Linked DNA regions of Mus musculus: all the other regions are linked to region 2. A link is a contact called in public Hi-C and promoter capture Hi-C data. All regions are on one chromosome and are shown on one strand. The core of a region is the stretch at or near the end of the contact, and the rest is flanking DNA. Distances in the headings are between cores, read along the strand shown. Region 1 holds the start of Fam193b (family with sequence similarity 193, member B). Region 2 holds the start of Simc1 (SUMO-interacting motifs containing 1). Region 3 holds the start of Tmed9 (transmembrane p24 trafficking protein 9).

Region 1 (3,278 bases), core at 4-2,503, 1.1 Mb after region 2:
ACTCCTGCAGGGGCCTGCCTTCCTTGGCAGGCTCAGCCAAAAAACCAACTCAAAACTCTTTTGTCAGAGCAAGCTTAGGGTGAGCCACCCAGCCCCGGGTGCCACAACCCTCCCTGAGCAACTGTGGCCCACGCCACCCCCGCCTCTCCTGTTTGCTCCTTTTTGCTCAAAAGAAAGTGACCTTCCAGGTGGCAAGCTGGAAGCTTCCGAGAATCCTCCCAAATACTCTTAGTCTCGCAGGATTCACCAAACTAGTGGACTGGCGGGGGTTGGAGGTGGGAGTGGGGGCTCCTTATGGGACAGGAGATAGGAGGAGAACAAGGGTTTCCTCTTTAGTGGAGTTATTCTAACAGTCTTTGGGGCCGCCAACTGTTCTGCTGGGTAGGGAAAGGAGAGAGGTCCCGGAAGGCAGATGCAGAGAGGTACAGCTGTTGAGGGTAGCGGCTGCAGACCGTGCAGGGGAAGGGATGAAGCTGCTGGGGGCGGGGGTGGAGGGGCGCACAGAGGCTGCAGCCTTGCAGGTTCCAGCGCCCTGAGATGATGGTCTTTTAGGGGCTAGGGGATAGGGGGGAATCAGGTGGCTCCAAAGGGAAGTGGAGGGCAGAGAACTAAGCGGTGGTCTCGGGACCTGAGCGAGTCCCAGAGAGCATAAATGGTCAGAAGATTTAGCTCCGGAGCAGGGCCTGAACGGGTAGCTTTACAAGGGTCGCAAGAGGGTTGGCTGAGCTTTGGCTTTGGAGAGGGGTCCAGCTTCCACTCCCGGCAAGCGGGTTGAAAGCATCTGCCCCGGACTTGGGATTTGGTCCCAGACCCACAGTATGGTCCATGCCCACTCCCGCCCCACTCCCGCTCCCGCTCTGGGGAGGTGTAAGCAGCCCGGCAGTCGGAGTCGTTTTGCTCGATCCTACCTGAGGGCCTGGAGCCAGCTTGGGCTCTTCTTCCTCTCGGGGACCGTCGCAATCCAGCTCGGCGGGCACCTCCGGGGGCCCTGCACCGGCTCCCGCTTCCAGGCTCGGCGGCGGCGGCTGCGGCTCGGGCGCCTGGGGCTTCTGCAGCCCCGCGGCCCGCGCCCGCTCCCGCCGGCCCGCGCCGCCGCTTGGCCTGCTCCGCCTCCGAGTCATGCTGCCTCTTGCGCCGCTCCCCCGCTCGCTGGCTCCTCTCGCGCCTCCGCCGCCGCCGCCGCCGCCGCCGCCGCCGCCGCCGCCGCCGCTCCCCTCACAGGACAACAGCCAATATGGCGGCGCCCGGCGCCCCTCCCCGCCTGCTGCCAACAGGTCAGAGGGCACACTCAGTCCGCGCCGCCGCAGTCGCCACGGAAGCCGCCAGCGCCATTTTTAATAAGGCCACCTCGCTGGGCTTCGCAGGAGACCAGCCCCGGGCGAGATCCTGTCCTAAGCACTAGTCCGAAAGGCTGCGATCGGCTGGAGAAACACATTGGGCTCTGTAATAGCGGGCCTAGGAGCTTAATTATCCATTAAATAATGAGTGAGTTACTAATCTTTTTGCTGCGAACTTTTCACGCTCATCTCTTGGCTCCTCCCTAAATCACTTGGAAACAGGTACGAATTATTCCCATTTTGCAATGGACAAGCACTGGCTGCAAAATGCCTACCATAGATTCCTAGATATCATCCCACCACACCTGTGGTCAGCCTGAGGCGAAAGAATAGGCAGGTCTTTACTTGTCGTTTACTGGGAGCCCCACGTTCTGTGCTCAGAACTGCAGGACCCAGACTCAGGTCGTTCTTGAGGCTGATGGGGAAGGGGGTCACTTAAATAGATAATAGGATCGGCGTGACAAGGATGAAATGATTAAAGCACATACTCTGGCAATGTTTTTTTTTTTTTTTAAGTGGTATGTGCGAGAGAGGTCTTTAACCCACAAAGCAAAATTAGAAATGTTTTAATAGCTCAGCATTTTAGTTGTTAATATGTCATCTCCACCCATTTTCTTCCCACAGGGGGAGAAAAATTCAGGCACATGGAACAAAAAAATATATGTATTTTTTTTTTAAGTTTCCAATGCTGTCTTATGCCTTGTCGAGTGAAACTGGAACTTTTTAGTAGTTACACGTGGAATTTATATTGATAACATCAATCAGAACAAAATCTGAAACTTTGACTACCAAGAAGTAAATCAATTTTTAAAAATTGCTCTATTTATCTTATTGTTTTAATAGGTATGTGTGTGTATGTGTGTGTGTCGGTGGGACTGGGTTAAACTTCTTTGGCCTAACTTGCTCCATCTTGAAGTCTGTCCTCCGTTTTGCATGGCCCCAATTCCAAGAAAAACCACAAATGTTCTAGAGTCTACCACTCAGGGAAGGGGAGGAACATCTGGCCTTTTCTCCAAGATCCTGAAACAGTTGCCACCCTTCTTTCCCTGGAATACCTAGGGGCCACCACAGACCAATCAGGAACCAGGACCTCTGGAAAGCCCCCTAACCACAACCAACCATGGTAAAGGTTGCCTAGACCCTCACCCTAATCTTCCACTTCATACCTGGTTGTGGTTTTCTGCTTTAAAAGGCCTGTGAGCCCACTTCTTGGGCTCATTGCTTCAGCTCCCGAGCCTAACTGCATCTCTAGTCCAGCTAGATCTCTTGGTGAGAGTTTCCCTTGGTGAATAAAAGCTGCTTTTGTTTGACTTTGGATTGTGGCGGCCTGTGCCTCATTATTTGTGTGACCTCAGGCCCAACATTTCTGTGTGTGTGTGTGTGTGTGTGTGTGTGTGTGTGTGTGTGTGTACGCGCGCGCGCGCATACGTGTACTTGTGTGTCAACTTGACACAAGCTGGAGTTATCACAGAGAAAGGAGCTTCAGGTGAGGAAATGCCTCCATGAGATCCAGCTGTAAGACATTTTCTCAATTAGTGATCTAGGGTGAAAGGGCCCACTGTGGGTGGTGCCATGCCAGGCCTGGTAGTTTTGGGTTCTATAAAAGAGCAAGCCAGTAAGCAGCACCCCTCCATGGCCTCTGCATCAGTTCCTGCTTCCTGACCTGCTTGAGTTCCAGTCCTGACATCCTTTGGTGAAAAACAGCAATGTGGAAGTATAAGTTGAATAAACCCTTTCCTCCCCAACTTGCTTCTTGGTCATGATGTTTTGTGTAGAAATAGAAACCCTGACTTTAATTTATTTTTAGGATTTATTTTATGTATATGAGTACATTGTAGCTGTCTTCAGACACACCAGAAGAGGGCATCGGATCCCATTACAGATGGTTATGAGCCATCATGTGGTTGCTGGGAATTGAACTCAGGACTTCTGGAAGAGCAG
Region 2 (3,017 bases), core at 364-2,863:
TAGCCTGTATGGAGTCCTAGATTAGATTCCGTGTGTGTGTGTGTGTGTGTGTGTGTGTGTGTGTGTTGTGTGTGTGTGTGTTGAGATGGATGCTTGATAGCACTACAGGAAACTTACTTTACTGTATCCCTTTATAACAATTCACCCACTGGACCAAAACATCTGAAACCTGTGGTCAAGCTATTTGCCCAACAGGCCAGTGATCTCTCTCCTTCCCTTCCCTCCCCTTTCCCTCTCCCCTCCTCCTTTTCCTCCTCCTTCCTCTCCCTTTCTCTCACCCTGGCTGACCTTGGCCTTTCAAGAGCTAGGATTCAAGGCAAGCACCGTGATGCCTGACTCAGAGCAGTGAACCTTCAAGTGTGTTCACCAGACTCTAAGCAATGTCAATATCACCTAGAAACCTGAGAGAAATACCAATTTGGGGCTCACTCCCAAAACTCAGTTTCTCAGTCAGAAACACTGGTGTGTAGTCCTGCAAACTTTATTATACACTCTCTGGCTGATTCAGAAGTTCACTAAAGATTAGAAAACACTGCATCACACGCTGCTTAGACAGCACACAACAGCTTTGCCTCTAGGAACTCCCCCCTTTTTGTTAAAGACATTTTATTATTCTATTTTTTGAAGTTACTTGAGCATAAGCAGCAGGGTTTTGTCAGTATTGCACATTTTTAAAATAGCCATGGGCCCTATTTTGATTTAATGTCCCTACCCTTCAACAAAACAACCAAAGAATTCACTACTTACCCATATTTCCCTCTGATGGGGATACAATTTTATCCCTATATTTTCTGCTTGCTCACAGCATTGGAGTATACGGGCACTCTGGGACCTCATAGCTCTCTGTATGTGCCTTTTCAGTGGTTTCTGTCAACTAGAAACTCAACAAACTCTTACATCTGACAGTTTAAATTCCTGCGACACGTATTGTTGGTGAAACCGCAAATCGGCACAACTTAAGACAATTTGGTACCATTTGTCAAAATAACAATAAAAACATAGATTTGATCCAATAAACCTGCTTCTGGGAATTTATCCCACGGATTTACCTGCACACACAAGAGTGGGTATCTCTCCCTTATCTCAGCCAGAAGCCCCAGTCAATAAAACCCTAGGTTCAGGTTACCCTTTTCAGCCCCTCAGGGCTTCTTTAACCCGAAGGCGTCACTGCTCCTTCTGCCAGGTGCAGGCTCCACTACCGGGTCAATTAAATGCGCTATCAGAGGCTCCATCAGCTCACTCCAGTCCTCACACCTGCAGCCAGGGGCTCGTCACCAGCACTGCCCACTGTGATCGGTTGAGAGCGGCGGCGGACAACCTCTCAACCTCAGCGTTTTTCAAGCCCGCCGACCATGCGGCCCAGCCCCTCGGTTCTATCCCTCCCTTTCCCTCTCTTCCCTCTCTCTCCTTCTCTGAGGGAAAGGGAGCCTGGCTCCTCCAGGGTTCTGTGACACTGCCCTGACCCGGGCGCGCGGCTGCCCCCGAGATAGGCGGGGCTCCGAGCGGGACCGGTCCTCTGGAGGCGGGGCGCGGTGGGGGCGGGGCAATGGAGGGGGCGGGGCCGGCGGGGTACTAACCCCGGTGTCTGCGACGCCTTCGCTGCAGTCGCTTCAGCAGCTGGAACCGGAGTCGGAGTCGCCGGGGCCGCTCGCCGCTCGCGCGTGGCTCCGCCGGGCCCGTAGCCATGGAGGACTTTATCGTGATCTCCGACGACAGTGGCTCCGAGAGCTCGGCCGGGACCCGCTCGGGCAGGGCGCGGAGGCTGCGCCGGGCCCTGTCTCGGACCCCCGGCGCGCTGCCCCGCCGAACCGTGGTGAGTGAATCCACTGCCGCTCGCCACGCCCGACGGGAGCCGAGCGTCGCCCCCTCGGGGCCTCAGCGTTGCGACCCTGGCTCCCCGCCGCCGTGTCTTCCCGCCTTTGGCGGCCTCGGGCCTCGAGGAGCTCGGTGGCGCCGCTGGCAAGGCAGGCCTCGGGCTGGCCAGCGCTGAGCCCTACAGGGTTGTGCTGCGGAGCCGGCCGAGCACATGGGCGACACACTGAGCACCAGTGCGAGCTGCCAAGCGGTGGCCGGCGGTGGCCTCCGGCCCGAGCTGGCTCCAGAGCTTTGGCAGCGGGAGGAGTGGGGGGTCCTGGCCAGGCCGCAGCCGCCACCCGGACCTCGAGGCGGGCGCGCGGGAGCGCGTAATTGTTTGGCTTATGATGGGCACAGATGTGTGCAAGGAGGTAACAGGAGCCCCGGCTGCGAGCGAGGGAAGCGCCGCCCTTGGCATGGTGGCGGCTGCGCTGCAGGGCCTAGTTCTTGAGCTAGGGCCCCGATTTTTGAGTTGTGGAGAAGGACAGTTAATTTTGCTTTGCAGATGCGAATCACATACAAAGCCAGGGGGCGGGGCACTCCCACCTTTGTTTTTCCTTCGGTTCTTTATCTTTGTCCCTGCTCCTGAAGTGATGGAATAAAAATATCTGTGGTCTCTGGCTTTCTAGAACTCTCCACAGAAATTTAGTGACCTGACCCCTACCATGATCTACATGCTGTGGCTTCAAAAATCAAGGGATCCTTCTCTGTTCTTCCTAATATGTGTCCTAAATCAATGTCAGCTACTCTATAAGCGTGTAAATCACATTTTGAGTGCTCATTCATTCTAAGTTGCCTTTGGGAAGTCTTCCTACACCCAAAGGTAGGTGTCTTAGGATTACTGTTGCTGTGATGAAACACCATGACCCAAAGCAACTTGGAGAGAAATTGGTTTAGTTTACACTTCGCTGTTCATACTAAAGAAGTCAGGACAAGAATTCAAGCAGGGCAGGAATTTGGAAGTAGAGGTTGTGCAGAGGCCGTATGGTGAAGCGATGCTTTCTTTACCGGCTTGCCACCTCTGGCTTGCTTAACCTGCTTTCTCACAGAAACCAGGACCACTAGCCCGGGGTGGCTCCACCCACAATAGGCTGGGTCTTCCCACTGCAATCACTAGTTGAGGAAATGCCCTACAGACTTGTTTACAGCTGGATCTTAGGCTA
Region 3 (3,102 bases), core at 381-2,880, 1.1 Mb after region 2:
TGCCACTGTAGCTGCTGGTTCTCATGGATTATAGAGGAAATTGTTTGAGCTCTACAATCTGTACAAGTGCTTCATTGAGACCTCCTATACCCCAGAGGCCTGGAAGGGAGATGAGATCTAGCTATTCTGCAATTTCTCCTCATCAGCATTTCTGTGCTGCCCTCTGGATCTCCTGATCTCTGGAATCTCTCTGCACTATGAGCCTGTTCAGTAAAAGTTCCATGCATTCTTGTCTCAGCTACAATGTGGGACTCCCTCTTCTTGCCTGTGTGGGCTTTCCTTATCTCTATCAATCCAAAGCCTAGAGAGGAATGTGTATCCTTTATCAACCCTACAAGCATGAAGAGATTAATTTAATCCCAGCACTAGGGAGGCAGAGGTAGACAGAGCTCTATAAGATCAAGAAGGACAGCCTGGTCTGTTGTGATCATAAAAAGAGAGCGAGCTATAAGAATATGTTCTGGCGGGGTGTGGGGGAAGAGGTTGCCTTAGTGGGCCCATGCCAAGGCATCCCTTCCCCCTGAGGGACCAGACCACACTGGTATAGTATAGAATAGTTTATTTAGGGCATGGGGAAGGCAGTTAAGAGAGTAGCAGAGGCAGAGAGAAGGAGAGAGTAAAGAAGTAGGGGCTGGCCATGGCGACGTGAAGAGAGAGGGGAAGGGAATAAAGAGCAAAGGGAAAGAGGCAAGAGAGTAAGAGAGTAAGAGAGAGAGGAGGGGCCAAGCAGCCCCTTTTATAGAGCCAGGACTACCTGACTGTTGCCAGGTAACTGTGGGGCGGAGCATACTTGGCTTCTGCCAGGAACTGTGGGGGTGGAGTTTAGAGAGATACCAACATGGTCTACCTATCAAGGTCAGAGCCAGGCAGGGCTACATAGTTAGACTGTCTCAAGAAAAAAAAAAAAAAAGATGCCACAATGTATCTACTTAGTACAGACAAAGGTATTGGTGAACAACAAACACAAGACATACATAAACAACACAATGATAGTTATAAATCTTATTAATGATTAAATTAAATGTAAGTGGCATAAACCCTACAATTAAAAGGTAGAACTTGGCAAGATGGCGTTCAAAAGGCATGATCTAATTGCATGTTGCCCCTAAGAGGTTCATTTTGGAATATAAAGTAATGATATGAGTGGGAAAGAATAGACAGTGCAAATAGTAACCGAGAGTAGGATGGCTGAACATAGTGTTGTGTGCACCTTATATCCCAACCTTAAGAGTCAGAAAGATCCCTACAAATTTCAGGCCGGGGGGAGTTTGCATTGTAAATTCCAGTGAGGCAAAGCAACATAGCAAGACCCTGTGTCAAATCAAATAAAAGTAAAGAGGGATGGGGAGAGGATGGGCAAGAGGGAGAGTTGTATTACTATTGGGTGAAACAGGTTCGAACCTTGCCTCCGCTTATATGTTGCGCAGGCTGACAACTATTATCAGTCATCTCGCTATTTGGCTAAACCGAAGAAAATCCTTCCATTTTGGAGACCCCAGTCCTCAGCTTGCAGAAACCAGCCCCAATCAGGTACTGCCGCGCGGAGGCGTGGTGTATCTAGGGACTTGTAGTCCATGCGGCGGAACTCGCAGTCCCGGCAGGCACTGCGGTGGCCTCCGCTGGGCTACGTGGCTCGGCAGTCTGCGCCTGCGCAGGCAGGTGGGGCAAGATGGCTGCGGTGCGAGGCGTGCGGGTTGTCGGAAGCTCACCGGGTCTCTTGCTGGGGAGAGGGATGCGGGCCTTCCTGCTACTGCTGTGGCTTGCAGCCCGCGGAAGCGCGCTGTATTTCCACATCGGAGAAACAGAAAAGAAGTGCTTCATTGAGGAGATTCCGGACGAGACCATGGTCATCGGTGCGGGGGCGCAGGGAAGCGTTTGGGACAAGTCAGTGGTCCTGGGGCGGAGGGGGATGCGACCTGTTCCGGGTAGCTAGCCTGGCCGCGAACCCCGCACCTCTTCGAGCTTATTTCATCTTCCTTTTTCCGCCTGTCTCCAGGAAATTACCGGACGCAGCTGTATGACAAACAGCGGGAGGAGTACCAGCCAGCCACCCCTGGGCTTGGCATGTTCGTAGAGGTAAAAGACCCCGAGGACAAGGTAAGCTGGCCCTTACCCGCTCCGGTACTTCTTTGTTAGTTTCCTTATCTGTTCGATCGAGAATTTTAGTTGGTGTTGTGGGAAGATACCGGATCTTCTCTAGGAACTTGGGCCGCGGTTTCTGGACAGGTTCAGTTCACAACTTCTCAGTGACCTCTGAGTGACTCCCCCAATTCGGCTGCTTTCCCTAGCCTGTGAAATGGAAGCTCACTTACTCTAGCGATAAGTGTATTAATTGCAGTCAGTGATGGATACCAAAAAGTTGCTAATGCTAAAGTTGTTGTTTAGGCCTTAATTTCACAAAACAGAACACCTTTCAGTTTTGACAAATAATGTTTTAAAGACAAAAGGCAAAATAGTTTTGTTGTCACTAACCATCAGAATAGTTGTGGAAGTTATTTTTGACATCACCATTCATCCAAGCGCCTGGAGAGATGGCTGAGCATCAAGGAAGAGCATTTGCAGCCAGGCAAATGCTCTTAAAGCTGGCCCATGCCTTTAATCCCAGCACTTGGAGGGCAGAGACAGTTGGATCTCTCTGAGTTCCAGGCCAGCCTGGTCAACAGAGTGAGTTTCAGGACACCCAATGCTAACATTCACACAAATAAAGAAAAAAAAATACTTAAAAAAATTAACAGGCATAAAAACAAACAAACAGCCGGGCGGTGGTGGCCTTTAATCCCAGCACTTGGGAGGCAGAGACAGGTGGATTTCTGAGTTCGAGGCCAGCCTGGTCTACAAAGTGAGTTCCAGGACAGCCAGGACTACACAGAGAAACCCTGTCTCGAAAAACCAAAAAAAAACCCCAAAAACTAAAAACAAAACAAAACAGCAACATGGTGGTCATGCTGCCCCTGGAAGGTAGAGGCAGGCCAGCTCCGCCTGGGGAGCAGTTACTCGCCAGCCTGATGTCAGACCCTTCAACCCTGCCCCAGATTGTTGCGATCATTTTATGCCTGTGGCTGAGTACCCTTGGGTCCTTTAGTGCTGTGACGTGCCCAAGGC

Evidence for each region. Promoter capture Hi-C pulls out the DNA fragments that hold promoters and counts their contacts. A called contact is a pair of places that touch in the nucleus more often than the background predicts.
Region 1: a contact with region 2 is called in a promoter capture Hi-C map of pre-B cells, with 2.4 times the contacts expected there. The contact joins the promoter of Fam193b here to the promoter of Simc1 in region 2.
Region 3: a contact with region 2 is called in a Hi-C map of B cells, with 10 read pairs. The contact joins the promoter of Tmed9 here to the promoter of Simc1 in region 2. A contact is called at or near these places in 1 of 39 promoter capture datasets (pre-B cells) and 1 of 484 Hi-C or Micro-C datasets (B cells).

The regions. Positions count from the first base shown.
Region 1 is chr13:55,569,867-55,573,144 of GRCm38.p6, forward strand. It overlaps Fam193b (family with sequence similarity 193, member B), which reads right to left and starts at 1,254. Exons shown (of 11, transcript NM_145382.4): 1 at 1-1,254. It overlaps Gm31364 (a long non-coding RNA gene), which reads left to right and starts at 1,230. Exons shown (of 2, transcript XR_873486.2): 1 at 1,230-1,559.
Region 2 is chr13:54,502,192-54,505,208 of GRCm38.p6, forward strand. It overlaps Simc1 (SUMO-interacting motifs containing 1), which reads left to right and starts at 1,614. Exons shown (of 10, transcript NM_176987.4): 1 at 1,614-1,813. The coding sequence starts at 1,685. It overlaps LOC115486438 (a long non-coding RNA gene), which reads right to left and starts at 2,123. Exons shown (of 3, transcript NR_168901.1): 1 at 1,578-2,123.
Region 3 is chr13:55,591,505-55,594,606 of GRCm38.p6, forward strand. Tmed9 (transmembrane p24 trafficking protein 9) reads left to right here and starts at 1,631. Exons shown (of 5, transcript NM_026211.3): 1 at 1,631-1,853; 2 at 1,997-2,097. The coding sequence starts at 1,670.